Regions from separate parts of the Gossypium hirsutum genome. Here all the other regions are linked to region 1. Evidence: chromatin contacts called from public Hi-C data. All regions are on one chromosome and are shown on one strand. Each heading gives the region's core, a stretch centred on a gene start, on an enhancer-like site or on the middle of the called end of the contact. The rest is flanking DNA. Distances are from core to core; before and after follow the strand shown.

Region 1 (3,673 bases), core at 459-2,958:
AGATTGATTGTGCATCCGTAATTTTCAACTGTCTTTTTCTGGCATGCAACTACTCCTTTGAATATCTTGCATCCTTTTTGGGAACAAATATCATCGCAGCACTCTACATAATCCTTTCTTTCTTCCCTTCTTCTCCCTTTATAGATATAAATATATATTTCATTCAGAGTTGATTTTCTGTCGTATCAATTACGATCCATGTCCAAATGCATATGTGTATATATGTACATACCAGGAAAGACGTAACAATGAGCTTGCCTCTTAATTAATATTAATATGTTGAAGTGTTTGACAAGTAGCATGCCATTGCCAACCATGAATCTCCTGTTATCTCTACTGCCTTTTACTTTTATCATTATCCTTCAATCATTCTTCTCGAAAGTTTTACCCTCCATATATGCATACGTTGATTTTAATAAAACAAAAGTCGTCGTGAAATTATTTTTAACAACTTTAGAGAATGCCAACACGTATTGGAGAGTCGTGCTGAATATGTGAATGCAAGCTTCATATATATAAAAATAATATAAAATGAGCTCAAAATCTTAATTTATAACTGAGGAATAACAATATGATTGAAGATGAAGAGTTAAATTCTATTTGAACAAGTAATTTAACAAAAACCATAAACCTAATATATGTATGCACATAAAAAGCAAAGGAGGCGAAACATGAGCAGCAGAAGTGGGAGAAATGAAGGGAATCGAGGAGAGTGGTCTAATAAATGTTGGATATTTCCTTGATTCCTTCATTTTTCTATGGCAGCGGTTGTCGACCCAGGAACACCCCTGGCCCCTTAGTCTAAACAATTCAAAGGAGATGGATCATCACGTGTCTTTGTTACACATATTATTAATTATAATATAAACAAACATGCTGTTTATATTAATAGCAGCTGCTGAGTGAGTGAGTGAGTGCATTGTCTAATTTCCATCATTTATCTTGCTTAATTATAGAGATGCTACATCCCATAACCATAACCAAGATAAATATATACACACACGACTTGTTGAACTTCGTTTGCTCTAGCCAGCAAATATATAAAATTGGTTCTGGTAGAAATATTCATTTACTTGTGAGCAGTAGAAAAACAAGCTAATTTGACTGGATCTAAGCTCCAGGACAAGAGGGCAATGGCGTAAATATCAGAAAAGGGATTTCTTATATGACTAAGCATATTGTTATTTTAGAATTAAATAAAAAGATTATAGTAAATAAATAAATAAAATATAAAGGACGTGGACAAAATATATAGTGTACCTTCAAAGTGAAGACCCATAGTAGGTGAGAGCTTCATAGATACACACCCTGCAAGAATCATGATATATGGTTTAAATCCTTCCTTTTCTTTCTTTCTTTCTTGTGCATGCTATTGCTAGCAAAGTAAGAAAACCAACCAGCTGCCTTCTATTCTTTTTTTTTTTAAAACACTTTTGTTTATGATATATATATATATATATAAGCAGCGAAACCTAATCGAAGAATTTGTTATTCAATACTTGTTTCTTTTTGTTTTTGTTTATCTTGTTTGCAAGTAAGCTACTTAGGTTTTCAACGTTGCTTGCTTCATTTCTGTTATTTGGGAAGGAAATTAATCGCCGTACTCTTTTTACTTCTCCTTGCTTGCTTCCTCCTTTGTCTATTGCCTATTGGTTTTTTTTTCTTTTTCAATTTGTTTTACAATATTATATATTTTATACAGGAGCAAATTAAATAGAAGAAAAGCAGAAATTATTGAAAGGAAAAAATAAGAATGGAAGGAGATAAGGGAAAGGAAGAAACGTTGCCACCAGGATTTCGGTTTCATCCAACTGATGAAGAGCTCATCACTTTCTATCTTGTAAACAAGATTTCAGATGCTAACTTCACTGGAAGAGCAATTGCCGACGTTGATCTCAACAAATGCGAGCCCTGGGACCTTCCTGGTACTTTAACCTACCTATATTTCCTTTGTTTACTTTCTCCATAAAACAAATATATAGATCCATACCTTCATACGTTTCGCATCTTTGAATCATGTTTAGTCTTCTGAAACAAATTATGAAAAGGCCAAATTCAGTTATATTTATGTTCTTTCTTCCAATATGGAAAGGCTGCAGCTATCAACATAGGTAAGTTCTATACATAACTTGCTTTCTTTAATCTCAGGAAAAATATTTTATTAAAGAAAAAGGAAGTTTACGACAAAATTAGAGTTGCAGTGTAAATTGCTTTTTTTGGTTTACCTACTGCTTTTCAAATTAAGAAGCTTGAATTAATGGATAAACTTGCATTATCATTTCTTCTAGCATATTATACTTACATGTATGTATATATATGTATATTCTTTAAGAAACAAAGAGATAATCTTTGCATATATATATAATAATTATTGTATGAGATGAGCTGACTACTGATATTGTATATATGATGGATCTTACCAAACCCTAATCTGGAGTGATCAACAGGGAAGGCAAAAATGGGAGAAAAAGAGTGGTACTTTTTCAGCCTTCGCGATCGAAAATACCCAACTGGTGTAAGAACAAACCGAGCAACCAACACAGGTTACTGGAAGACCACGGGAAAGGACAAGGAGATCTTCAACAGTAACAGTAGAGTCACATCAGAGTTGGTTGGGATGAAGAAGACCTTAGTGTTTTACCGAGGGAGAGCTCCTAGAGGGGAGAAAACCAATTGGGTCATGCATGAGTACCGTATTCACTCTAAATCATCTTTTAGAACTAACAAGGTACGGACCCCCTTCACCATCTGCCCATCTGCTACTTTTGATTTTACTATATATTCATTAATTACCTAATATTATATCAGTTCAATTCCTAATCTGACATTAATAAAGTCCATGCCATGCCCGTTGTAACTTCAGCAGGAGGAATGGGTGGTCTGCCGCGTGTTTCAGAAGAGTGCGGGGTTGAAGAAGTATCCGTCAGCCTCAAATCAATCCAGAGCTGCAGTGAATCCCTACAATTTAGATATAGGAGGAGGAAGTCTGTTACCAATGATGCAGGCGGAGAACTATCACTTGTCTATGGGAGCGGAACTTTCAAGGGTTCTAAGGGGTGGTCCTAGCTGTAGTGCCAATCTACCTATTCCATCCCAAATCAACTATCCAGTTCCAGGAGGGTTTACTATATCCGGACTAAATTTAAATCTTGGAGGAGGCTCCACGCAGCCTGTGATGCGACCAATGCAACCTCCCCAACCTCCACCAATGCTGCAGCACCAAGACGTTACGCCCTCTTTGATGAACACCGCTACTTTTGGCGCGGAGGGTGGCTATGGTGCAGAGATCACCACTCAGAATGCAAATGGGCCGACCAACAGATACTTGAGCATGGACCATTGCATGGACTTGGATAACTATTGGCCCACGTACTAATGGACAATGCAAAATCCAATGTCCCCAAGCATGCTTTTTGTTTTTAGTATTAGTCAGTGGTTAAGTTTGGTAGTATATGTTTTAAATTGGAATAGTTTGGGGAATTTAATGGGTCATCTTCTCATAGATAATAAGGAATTTATATGCTCTAGCCTAAAACTGGGCCTCTTTCTGTTTTTGTATGTCTCAACTCTCTCAATCATGGATGGTTGCAGAAAATGAATATCATCATCTGTAACCTACTTTCTTTTATAATCCTTTGCCACTACGAAATTTCGCCATAATTTATTTTAAACC
Region 2 (3,673 bases), core at 721-3,220, 420 kb after region 1:
TGTCCTATATTTCAGAACACATTTAATGTTAGATCACTGAGGCATAGTATTGATGGTGAGAGAGAAATGATGGCAGCTTTATACCTTCAAGTTAGTATTGTGAGTCAGGCCCTCATTTTTGTCACAAGGTCTCGCAGCTGGTCCTACTTTGAACGCCCTGGACTTCTACTAGTCAGTGCCTTTCTAGTTGCTCAGTTGGTAAGAAAATTTAACTAAATCGTATAAGATATCCATTTAACTAATTTTATGATTATAAATGACCCACTTTGATTTTTGGCAGGTGGCCACTTTAATAGCTGTGTATGCAGACTGGGGGTTTGCAAGGATTAAAGGTATGGGTTGGGGATGGGCTGGTGTAATCTGGCTATACAGTGTGGTGACTTTTATCCCACTGGATTTTATCAAATTTGCAATCCGCTATGTTCTTAGTGGAAAGGCTTGGGATAACCTTTTGGAGAACAAGGTACGATTAGAGTCCTCCTTTGTGCAAATTTGCCTATATTTCTTGGTGATTTGATTGATGTTTGGGTCTCATTGAAAACCATTGCAGACTGCCTTCACTACGAAGAAAGATTACGGGAAAGAGGAAAGGGAAGCACAATGGGCAGCTGCGCAGAGGACTCTGCATGGCCTTCAACCACCTGAAACCACAAGCATTTTCAATGAAAGGAGCAGTTACAGGGAACTTTCAGAAATCGCAGAGCAGGCCAAGCGCAGGGCTGAGGTTGCAAGGTGAGATATCTAATAATATTTTCTTGCAAAATATGTGAAGTGAGATGTTTAATGAAATGGGGATTTCATGGTGTAGGCTGAGGGAGCTGAATACACTGAAGGGGCATGTTGAATCAGTCGTTAAGCTCAAGGGGCTTGATATCGATAACATTCAGCAGCATTACACCGTTTAAAGATGGATGTTATTTCCCCTCCAAGAAAAAAAGGAGTTATAATGACGAACAATCACCCCGGATATTAATATTAATATTGTTATCAATCGGCTTATAGTAGTAGTATAGATTTAGGATAATTTTCCTTTTTCCTAAATGTCGGAATTTGTGTTCATTGTGATTACCTCTTTGGGATGCAGAAAGGTTAATTAATAACATCATCTAATCCAAGGCTCTTTGTTTGCTCAACGTTTTTATCGTCTGATGCATACACCCTTGCTTCATCAAACCCAATTCTGCTATCTGGCCAACTTGGTAAATGAGGATGAGCATTAAACTAGTCCAATACAACAGGAGGAAATTACCACTCTTGATTTTTTTCAGTTTCACATATGCATGTTATAGCCCAAATTCTCAAAACAAATATTTGCAAAATAGAAAATAAATTTACGAAGAAAAAGAAAACAGGATGAGAAAGAGCGATAAAGAAGACAGACATGCATTTAATAGGATTTTAATACGTCTAATTATGCCCTCAGTCTATGTACTCTTTATAATTTTTTAAATTTAGTCCCTTTGCTTTTACTGTCAAGAATTTATTCTCTTATCGTCTGAATTAGACAATTGATAATTTGAATGAGTTCACAAGGGGAGCCTATTAATTGTGTTTTCAATTGAACTTGGATTGATATTAGAGGGGAAACAAAATTGATAAAATTTTTAATTCAAATTATAAAAAAGTTAACCAAGTTGAGTATCCCTTTCTTTTCTTCAAAATTTACCTCAACTTGTGGAAATATTAGGGAAAGGAAATCAAACAAAATTTTATAATCATTTACAATGTAGAGTATATAGTTTGTCCTCATCACTTTTAACATGGTTTTTCTTAAAAAAACTTATAATTGCAAAAAAAAATTTAATATTATTTGTTTATTTAAATAAAAATTGGTAAAACTTTATACAAAAATTACATCACTTTTCTTTACTAATTTTAAGTATCCAAATAAGATTATTTTTCCTTTCCTTTTGAGAGTATTAATCCGAACAGAAAGCTAATTTATAAATCTACCGAGGGATTAAAATCCTAAAATTAAAAGAATAAAGACTAAATTTCAAAAGTCTAACTACTACAAGGACTGGAAGAAAATTAAACCATTTATAGAAACTAAAATAGCAGCAGTGGGCTAGCGATCGATCGATCTAGTAACACAAAAACAAAACAGAGAGGAGCTGAAATAATAATACCAAATCAAGAAGAAGGGAAAGCTCGAAAATTTTGGGAGGAAATGCAGTCATTCTCAATTACACACACAAATTATTGTAAATAAAGAAGAAGAAAAAAATCGAGGCTGCCTGCCATCAATCCATCCCCTAAACAACAACTCAGTGGCACTCGATTTCTATGCAATTCTTCAAGCAAGTTGTCCAAGGTCAGCTATCAATCTTTTAACCCTTCTATTTTTTTCATTGCTTTGGAGCTTGTTTTTCGGTGTTCATTCTACTTTTTTGCCTCTGTAATTCCTGCACTGTGCTCTGCTCTTATCCTACCAGCTCCACTGATCTCATTCCTCCCAACTTCATATTTTCAATTCCGAACTCTTTTTTCATTGCCTATAATTAAAAAAATTATCTTGTAGGTTTTAATTGCTGCGGTGATTTTAGTTTACGGTTCGCGGGGTTGAGACGACGCTCTCTTGTTTCTTTTGAGTTTCGTTGATTCCAACTCTAGGGTTTTGATTCGTTATGGAATTTCGGCTTTGTTTAGTGGGGTTTCTATCAACTACTAAAGTGGAGTTTGATCCTTAGGGTTTTGGTTCTGCAAAAATGAGATTTGGGTTTACATTGTATGGTTTCAACTTGGGTCAATTTCGGCATGTTTGGAAACTGCAATAATTCTATCCACCTTGGAAACTCTTGGGTTCTTTTTTTTTTTTTTTGGTCTCTCTCTAGGATTTTCAGGCTTACTGCTTTACTTTCTATATGCATAGACTGAGAGTTTGGTTGGCATTGTAAGGTATGCAAAGCGGATTTGGACTTGTTTGGTGTTGGAGAAAACTGTAAATTGGGTTTGGAAACGGGTTTCAGTGGTTTTGTAGTTCTGTGAATGGTGTAGGAATCTGTTTATCGAGCAATGCAATCCCAGCAGGGCTCCAGAATTGACTTAGGTGAACTGAAAGCTCAGATAGTGAAGAAGATTGGAGCTGAGAGGTCAAAAAGGTACTTTTATAATTTGAGTAGGTTTTTAAGCCAGAAGCTCAGTAAATGCGAGTTTGATAAGTCGTGTTACTGCATTATTGGGAGGCAGAATCTGTCACTGCATAATCAGTTGATACGTTCAATCTTGAAAAATGCATGTCAGGCTAAGACTCCACCACCGGGTCCCGTGATATCTTTGATACAAACTGTGGAGAGGTCTCCTGGTAGAGAAGATGCACATGAAGTGTCTGGATCCCTTGTTCCCAACCACAATCAAAATGCAGACATTTGGTCAAATGGGGTTTTTCCAGTGTCATCCCCACGAAAGGCTAGGTCTGGAATATGGGATAGAAAGCCAAGGGATAGACCAAGCCCACTCGGGCCAAGTGGGAAGGCTGAGAGTGTTTCACATCATTCAATGGGGATGGAAGACAATGTCAGTAAGTTGGGTATCGAAAATGGTGATTTGACTCCTTATGATTATCAGAGACCAGTGCAGCATCTTCAAGCAGTTGCTGAGCTGCCTGAAATTGTAAGAGGTCTGGTGCACTCTGCAGAAAAACCAAGGGTGCCTGGTAAAGGTCAGGCTGTAG
Region 3 (3,673 bases), core at 516-3,015, 370 kb after region 1:
GATTTCTGCCTAGACAGTTATATGTGAAATCATTTGTCTCCCTGAAGATAATCATAAAGACAGTTTTTTAGATAATTAATGATATTTGGCCTGCATTAGAACAGCTTCTGCGGTTAGCCATGGTATCTAAAGAGAAGTTCGGAATGAAACAAATTTGTGATGCAACTAGTACCATAAATGATAGAATTTGTTTCAGCTTCATAATTGTGCATGGTGTAGCTGCATGCTATGTAAACTAGCTTGATTTTTCATGCATCATTGCTGTTGGCTACTGAGCGATAGGTCCACATTATATGTTGTAGATTTCTTTCTTCTTCAACATCATCGTCCATGAGTAAAAGTGAGCAGTGAAAGCTATAGAAGTCGACGCAACGCAGTTGTTATGTTGACATGCCTAGCTTGTTAGGGTTACGCAACCTCAGTATCTAGTTTCATGATTTTATTTTCCTCGGAAGTTTAATTTCTGGTTTTTCATGATTTTACAGTTCACCAAGACGTCGCTCCCGCTTTTATGACAATTGAAGCGAAGCGTTAATCGTGTAGAAGTGGAAAGCAAATTAGACACATTGGTGCAGGGCCAGCAGATAGTTTTAGATTTGAAAACATGTGAAAAGAATATATGATTGAACTTCTTATGGTTGTGGTTAGATTTGAATTTCAAAGAAGTGGAATTTAAAGTTAAATTATTCGTATATGGTTGATAATTGCCAGTTGAGAAGTCGCCATCATAGTTTTTTATTTCTCATACAGTCATACTGTTATATTAATATGCCTGAAAATGACTTTTTGTTGTTACATAGTGTTTGGTATCCACATTTCTCTTACGATTTTCCATTTGTAGATACTTTTTTTTTCTTCTTCTTTGGCTCAAATAAAAAAAAAAAAAACTCTCACATATGGTCTAAGAATGCTTCTTTATTTAAATGTTTGTTATACTTAAGTGGAAGATGTTAGGAAGAAAAACTAAACACTTGTAAGATATGTGAGCCATAAATGGATATAAAAATTGTTTCCTTTGGCTCCCTATCATTAGAAATAAATTTTGTAGATGCCAATTTTTTATTATATGGTTTGTAGTGTCTTTTAAGTTGGATCGATCAATTAGATTGGAACTACTCGAGTATTGAACTTGAATAATGAACTATTTGAAACTATTTGAATTGGGTTAAAAAATTAATTATTTTTATTTTCTAATGTTTTTCATTTTATGATTTTTTTAATGATTTATTTGATTAAATGAGATAAACTGGTCGGACCAATCAATTTGAAAATTGATGATCTGTTCAATTTGACCAAAACTTTACTGATTTATTTGACTGTTATGGTTTATTTCATTCCCACTCGTGTAGTAAATAAAAATGTGATACCAATTGCTGATGCCTAAATATTAGGCTTGATTAAGTTGTTATTGCTGCCGGATATTGTAGGTGAAGCAATGGACATGGCCAAGTACATGAAAACGCATCCTCCATGTCCAATTTTTAAAGATGAAACATGATACATATTCATATTTTTTTAGAAAGTCTATTAACGAAAACTAATCTTTTTAGGGCCGAACATAAAATTTTTGTCTGAAAATGCAATGTTGCTGGTAATTTGTGTTTCTTTCAGTCATTGAGCAAAGCTTTTGTATGCACCGCATCGTCAGATTTTGATTATGCAATCAATAATAATTAGGAGCAAGTACAACATAAAAGGCCAAGCCCATTAAAAACCAAAAGTTTTGGGGGCAACCGATAATAACGGGACTAAAACAGGCGACAGTTTCGATCCCTTTCTTTCAGGTAGGTTGATATATAGAAAAAGAAAAAGCATGGGCATGGGAATGGCCTTGGGTCAGTAAGTTGCGAGTGCGAGTGCAAGTACAGAAGAATGGATTCCGCAATAGCCCAGAAAACGTGGGAGTTAGAGAACAATATACTAGCAGTGGAAGCGCCTAACCCTTCATCCGACTTCATATTTTACTACGACGAGGTGGCTCAAGCCATGTCCCTCAAAGCCAAGCCTTGGGGCAATGATCCCCACTTTTTCAAACGCGTTAAGATCTCCGCCCTCGCTCTCCTCAAGATGGTCATCCACGCCCGCTCTGGTGGCACCATTGAGGTCATGGGCCTCATGCAAGGCAAGACCGGTGGCGATGCCATCATTGTCATGGACGCCTTTGCTTTGCCTGTTGAAGGCACAGAAACCAGGGTCAATGCTCAGGCCGATGCCTACGAGTATATGGTCGATTATTCCCAGACCAACAAGCAGGTCCTCCTTTCTTTTTAACATTTGTTGTCAGTCATACCCTGTAATGAAAATCATACATGCATGATAACATGTTGTCTGTCTTACATATGAAAATGGTTTCTGTTGGTTCATAGGCTGGTCGATTAGAGAATGTTGTTGGATGGTACCATTCTCATCCAGGGTACGGTTGCTGGCTCTCTGGAATCGATGTTTCAACCCAAATGCTTAACCAGCAATTTCAGGAACCTTTCCTGGCGGTTGTAATTGATCCAACCAGGACTGTTTCTGCTGGAAAAGTCGACATTGGTGCTTTCAGGACATACCCTGAAGGTTATAAACCTACTGATGATCCCATCTCAGAGTACCAAACCATTCCTCTCAACAAAATCGAAGACTTTGGCGTCCACTGTAAACAGGTCGTTATCATATAATCTTTCACTTTTAATTTTCTTTTCCTGGACTGCTCCTCCTCTCACTTACTATGTCTTTTTTCTTGCAGTATTATGCTTTGAATATCACTTATTTCAAGTCCTCTCTTGATTGTCATCTCTTGGATTTGTTATGGAACAAGTACTGGGTCAATACCCTTTCTTCTTCACCTCTTCTTGGCAATGGAGATTATGTTGCTGGACAACTTTCAGATTTAGGTATTTCTTTCTTGTGCACATAGTATATGCACATGAAATTGTGACCAACTTTGTTGTTTATTTCCATCAGCTGAAAAGCTGGAGCAAGCAGAGAATCATTTGACACATTCTCGTATTGGTCCCCTGGGGACCTCTCGAAAGAAGGTCGGTATTATCTTTGTCATTTCTACGTTCTCTCAATCTATTTCAAGGACAAATGACTAAATATACAATGTCAGATACCAGGAAGAATCACATCTTGGTAAGATTACGAGAGATAGTTCAAAGATAACAGTAGAGCAAGCCCATGGTTTAATGTCACAGGTGACTGAGTTGTTTCAGATTCAAAGAAATAGCACGCCATAAATTGATTCTCAATTTTATGTTATATATGATCAGGTTATCAAAGACATCCTTTTCAACTCGGTTAGACAGTCAAAATAGGTGTGTGGTGAGGCTATCAGCCAAAGATGAAATGATTACAGCTTGAGAGACCCATTTTTAACAAGAAAAAAAGGGAAATTGATTGCAGGCTGAATAGCTTCGTAAATCCTTAGTTGTGGTGGTCATCTTGGAACTAAGCTTTTTCATTCTTGGACTTTTTTTATTTTTTTCTTAAGTAGGTTTCATGAATATGTTGAAATCTTAGAATTGATTTCTCTGACTCTTCTGTGCTTTGCTAATGCTTTTTAATTAGAATTTTTTTTCAAACCACCAATTATTTCTTCTTGCAATTTTACTTCTTTAATAAAAAGAAAAGTGAAAAGTACTAACATCATCTACCAAAGAGCTCATATATGATTTGGTACATGAGG
Region 4 (3,673 bases), core at 696-3,195, 340 kb after region 1:
TGGTTTTTCAATAAAAATAGGAAATATTCTTATATTAATAAAATTTTTAATTTTATTTTTAAAAATATCAAACATCATAATTTCCAATAGTATATAATAGATTATTACTATAATTCAATTATTTAATAATACAATTTTATTTTAATAATAAGTTTTAACATTAATTATACTTTTTATTATTAATATTTTATTAAAAATACTTTCTATTAATATTTTAATAATAAATATATATTATAATTTATAAGTATTTAATAATAAATATTTTATGATAATATTTTAATTGTATAAATATGGCTATTTGTTTAAATCCAATTGAGATTCCTGTATTCCTTTCCTCCACTCTCGTACATTTAACTTTGAATTTTAATTAGGTATTTGTTACCATTAACTTTTTATAAGATAAAATAGTTATTTTTAGATAAATTTTGGTTGTTAAAAGATAATTTTTCAATAATATTTTGTAACAAATATAATTTATATTGTATTTATTTTATTTAAAGAATTTTAAAAAAATAATTTAAGAAAAATTTTCCAAAATGAATATGTATGTGTTAATGTTATTTCATGGCGCTCTGAATTAACAGTCTAGTTCAAAAAATATTTTATAAAAATTGGACTTGGTCTTAATTCTCAAGAAAATCTAAATAAATTAGTAAATATTGAATGTAATAATAAGGTACTAGCATCTTAACAAAAAAAATATTATTATTAAAAATAATAGTCACAGTTTATGAATCCTACACAGAATAAAAAAATTATCCAAACAACTGTAAATGGGGAAAATACAAGAAAGGAAAAGAAAAGTAGAGTTCATAATGTAGCATAGGATGGATATCGAAGACAAAGTACATGGTAATGATAGATTTGACTAGACGGGCATGAAGGACCATCCAGCTAGCTACCCCATGTGATGCCATGTGGGTTATGTTGCATTTTTTACCAACTAAAAACATTGAGGATAAATTTCTAGTCTCTCATATAAAGATGACTAAAACGTAATGTTGTGGTCCTGTTTTCACTTTGCTGCTTTAGGCTCCAATGATTTTCGAATTGACTTTAATATCTATATCAACATTAGTTTTTAATTAATTAGATTTCCATTTCCTGGTGTTCACACAAGTTTTCATTCATTATTGGTAGGATCATATTTATACAAGTACGGTAATTAGAGCGGATAGATATCTAGTAGTGGGACAGGCAAGGGTCCTACCCTCTTAAGAATAGAAATTTGTCTCTTTACATCAAAAATTCATTTATAACTTCTTCAAAATAAAAATAGTAAAAGTTTATGTTAATCCAATATCAACTTTTCGATAGTATGGCCATTTTTCAGTCATCAAAACTCAAAACCCTATTTGTAGCAATATAATTAGTTGATGTTTAATGAAATCTAAGGAAGGGGGGGGGTAGGGTATCTTCTGCCTTCCACCAAAATCAGTCCAAGGACAAAAATTGTGCGGCGTGCGGCTTTCTTTCACGTGGACATCTCGTGATGTTAATAATAAGTGAGCTGGCTTCAACCAGCGATAGAATATGCAGACATACCTTCCACTGCCATACTTTTCAAAACGATTCCAGTGAGTCACCCTATTATATAACATAAAACAAGATTCCATGCTCTAAAAGCAATGAAAACTTACATAACATACATATACATATATTATTATAAATAAGAAAAATTAGATTCTTTGTCAATCTAAAACCACACCCCCACGGATGGTATGTGTACCCTAAATTACATCCTAAAGGCATCCATGTACCCTGTTATTTAAACCCATGGTCTCCCACAATATCTGGATTCTCTACCAAAACCAAACATGTCCATCATCAACTCTTCTTTCTTTACCTTTCCATATCATTATTTCATGCTCCTCTTGTTTTAATGTGTCCCCCTCGACACACACATTTATTTATGTATATATATAGACCCCATCACCTCCCCTTCTTCCCTCACCACCAACAACCTACAGTAGTTTTCTTTCTTCTTAATTCCCCTTTATAGAAAAGAAAAACAAAACAAAAATGTCAGGAGTGTGGGTGTTTAACAATGGTGTATACCGGTTGGAAAGCAGTCCGAAGAGAAGGGTGTTGGTACACTTACCATCAGGTGAGGCAGTATCATCCTACTCATCTCTTGAGAATATATTGAGAGGATTGGGGTGGGAGAGGTACTACGGGGGTGACCCTGACTTCTATCAATACCACAAGCACTCTTCCATTGACCTCATTTCACTTCCTAAGGACTTTTCCAAGTTCGGCTCCGTTCACATGTATGACATTGTCGTTAAGAATCCCAATGTCTTCCACGTAAGGGATATGTAAGCTACGTACCTTAGTATATGCACTGCAGCCTTCAGCTCGATCTCTGTTTTCTCCCCCGTTTCTGAGGCTGCTTTTATTTCATATGTTAGGCCAATATATATATATACCATAGTGTGTGTGTGTGTGTGTGTGTTTAAAATCGGTTCCACTAGGATTTTAGCAGGTCTCTCCTCTTTACGACCTGCTATAGCTAGTTGGTATAATAAAGTGGACTAGTTAGTGTCTGTGTTGTGTATGTATTTATGGCTTGCTTTGTTTGATGTCCGTATGTACATATTTGCGATCTTTAATAATAATGAAGTCATGGAGTTGACAGCAGTTTAAGATTGCATCACAACTTTATGCCATGTCAGCCTGCAGCAGTTGTTTTGTCGAGAGACATGACAGCTAAAAAGTGTGAGCCCCGCATAATCAGTTTATCATTTCTTCTTACCATTTGCTGCTAAATTTCATCAAACATATACTCTTTTAATCATCACACAAAACTTTGATTTCGAAAGGGTTAATTTTAAGATTGTAAATATAAATATGGAAAATAAATTCAACTGTAAAAATTAACAAAATATTATCTCCTAGTAGATAATCTATTCTATTCTGAAATAATGGCTACATGGGTTTCGATAAACTAACAAATTTAATTGAGAAAAAGAATGATTTTGTTAACCAGTTTGCATTCTAAAACTAATAAATACATTGGAAAATTACACAACTATTTTCTTTTCAAACTAATAACAGTTTCTAGTGCATGATCACATACACCAAGTCTGATAAAATGAAGGAGAAGTTGAGAATAAATAAAAAAGGAATTATCCCAAAGGATTAAACTTAAAAATATTCCTCTTTAAATTAATCTTAAAGAGAGAACAATCAATTGACAAATAGACAAAATGAGAATATTGATTATATATATGAGATATTTGGAGAGCTAATTGATGCTCGAAATTTCTTTTAATTGATTCACTTGCTCAACTCTATCTAATTAACTCAAATAATTTGGAACATATTTTCTCACTGAAAGTATTGGTCACATTTTGCTATTATCCCCTATACTATGCATAAATTATTGATGGAGTCCTTCTATTATTACTTGATCATTTTTAATTTATGTATTTTTGGAATTTTGAAACTCTAGTCTGGACACAAACGGTATCAATTAAATTTATTAGGCAAAATTCTACTATTAGTTGTCTATTCTCCAATTTGATCATTTCTAATTTTTTTAAAAAGTTTGAAATTTCAATCTCGACTAAAACAATAGACATTAATTGATTAGCTAAAATATCATAGTTTTCCTAAGAGAATTTTATGAAAATAACAAGTTGACATGACATAATATATTTGTCGCACAAAA

Evidence for each region. Hi-C and Micro-C count contacts between places; a contact is called where the count stands out from the background.
Region 2: a contact with region 1 is called in a Hi-C map of leaf, with 4 times the contacts expected there. The contact joins the promoter of LOC107902018 here to the promoter of LOC107902006 in region 1. A contact is called at or near these places in 2 of 34 Hi-C or Micro-C datasets (both in leaf).
Region 3: a Hi-C map of leaf shows a contact between it and region 1, with 3 times the contacts expected there. The contact joins the promoter of LOC107902015 here to the promoter of LOC107902006 in region 1. A contact is called at or near these places in 11 of 34 Hi-C or Micro-C datasets (callus, hypocotyl, leaf and 1 more).
Region 4: a contact with region 1 is called in a Hi-C map of leaf, with 2.5 times the contacts expected there. The contact joins the promoter of LOC107900430 here to the promoter of LOC107902006 in region 1. A contact is called at or near these places in 8 of 34 Hi-C or Micro-C datasets (hypocotyl and leaf).

Annotation. Positions count from the first base shown.
Region 1 is chrD06:27,148,364-27,152,036 of Gossypium_hirsutum_v2.1, reverse strand. LOC107902006 (protein CUP-SHAPED COTYLEDON 1) reads left to right here and starts at 1,708. Exons shown (of 3, transcript XM_016828203.2): 1 at 1,708-1,925; 2 at 2,448-2,728; 3 at 2,864-3,636. The coding sequence starts at 1,754. The coding sequence ends at 3,376.
Region 2 is chrD06:26,725,818-26,729,490 of Gossypium_hirsutum_v2.1, reverse strand. LOC107902018 reads left to right here and starts at 1,970. Exons shown (of 4, transcript XM_041095435.1): 1 at 1,970-2,314; 2 at 2,899-3,673. The coding sequence starts at 3,016. LOC107902016 (plasma membrane ATPase 4) reads left to right here. Exons shown (of 16, transcript XM_016828230.2): 13 at 16-198; 14 at 281-463; 15 at 551-732; 16 at 809-1,133. The coding sequence ends at 905.
Region 3 is chrD06:26,778,852-26,782,524 of Gossypium_hirsutum_v2.1, reverse strand. It overlaps LOC107902015 (COP9 signalosome complex subunit 5b), which reads left to right and starts at 1,765. Exons shown (of 6, transcript XR_001685551.2): 1 at 1,765-2,253; 2 at 2,367-2,648; 3 at 2,732-2,879; 4 at 2,950-3,023; 5 at 3,098-3,182; 6 at 3,258-3,572. LOC107902014 reads left to right here. Exons shown (of 3, transcript XM_041095444.1): 3 at 486-683. The coding sequence ends at 522.
Region 4 is chrD06:26,805,237-26,808,909 of Gossypium_hirsutum_v2.1, reverse strand. LOC107900430 (flowering-promoting factor 1-like protein 2) reads left to right here and starts at 1,945. Exons shown (of 1, transcript XM_016826029.2): 1 at 1,945-2,621. The coding sequence starts at 2,023. The coding sequence ends at 2,322.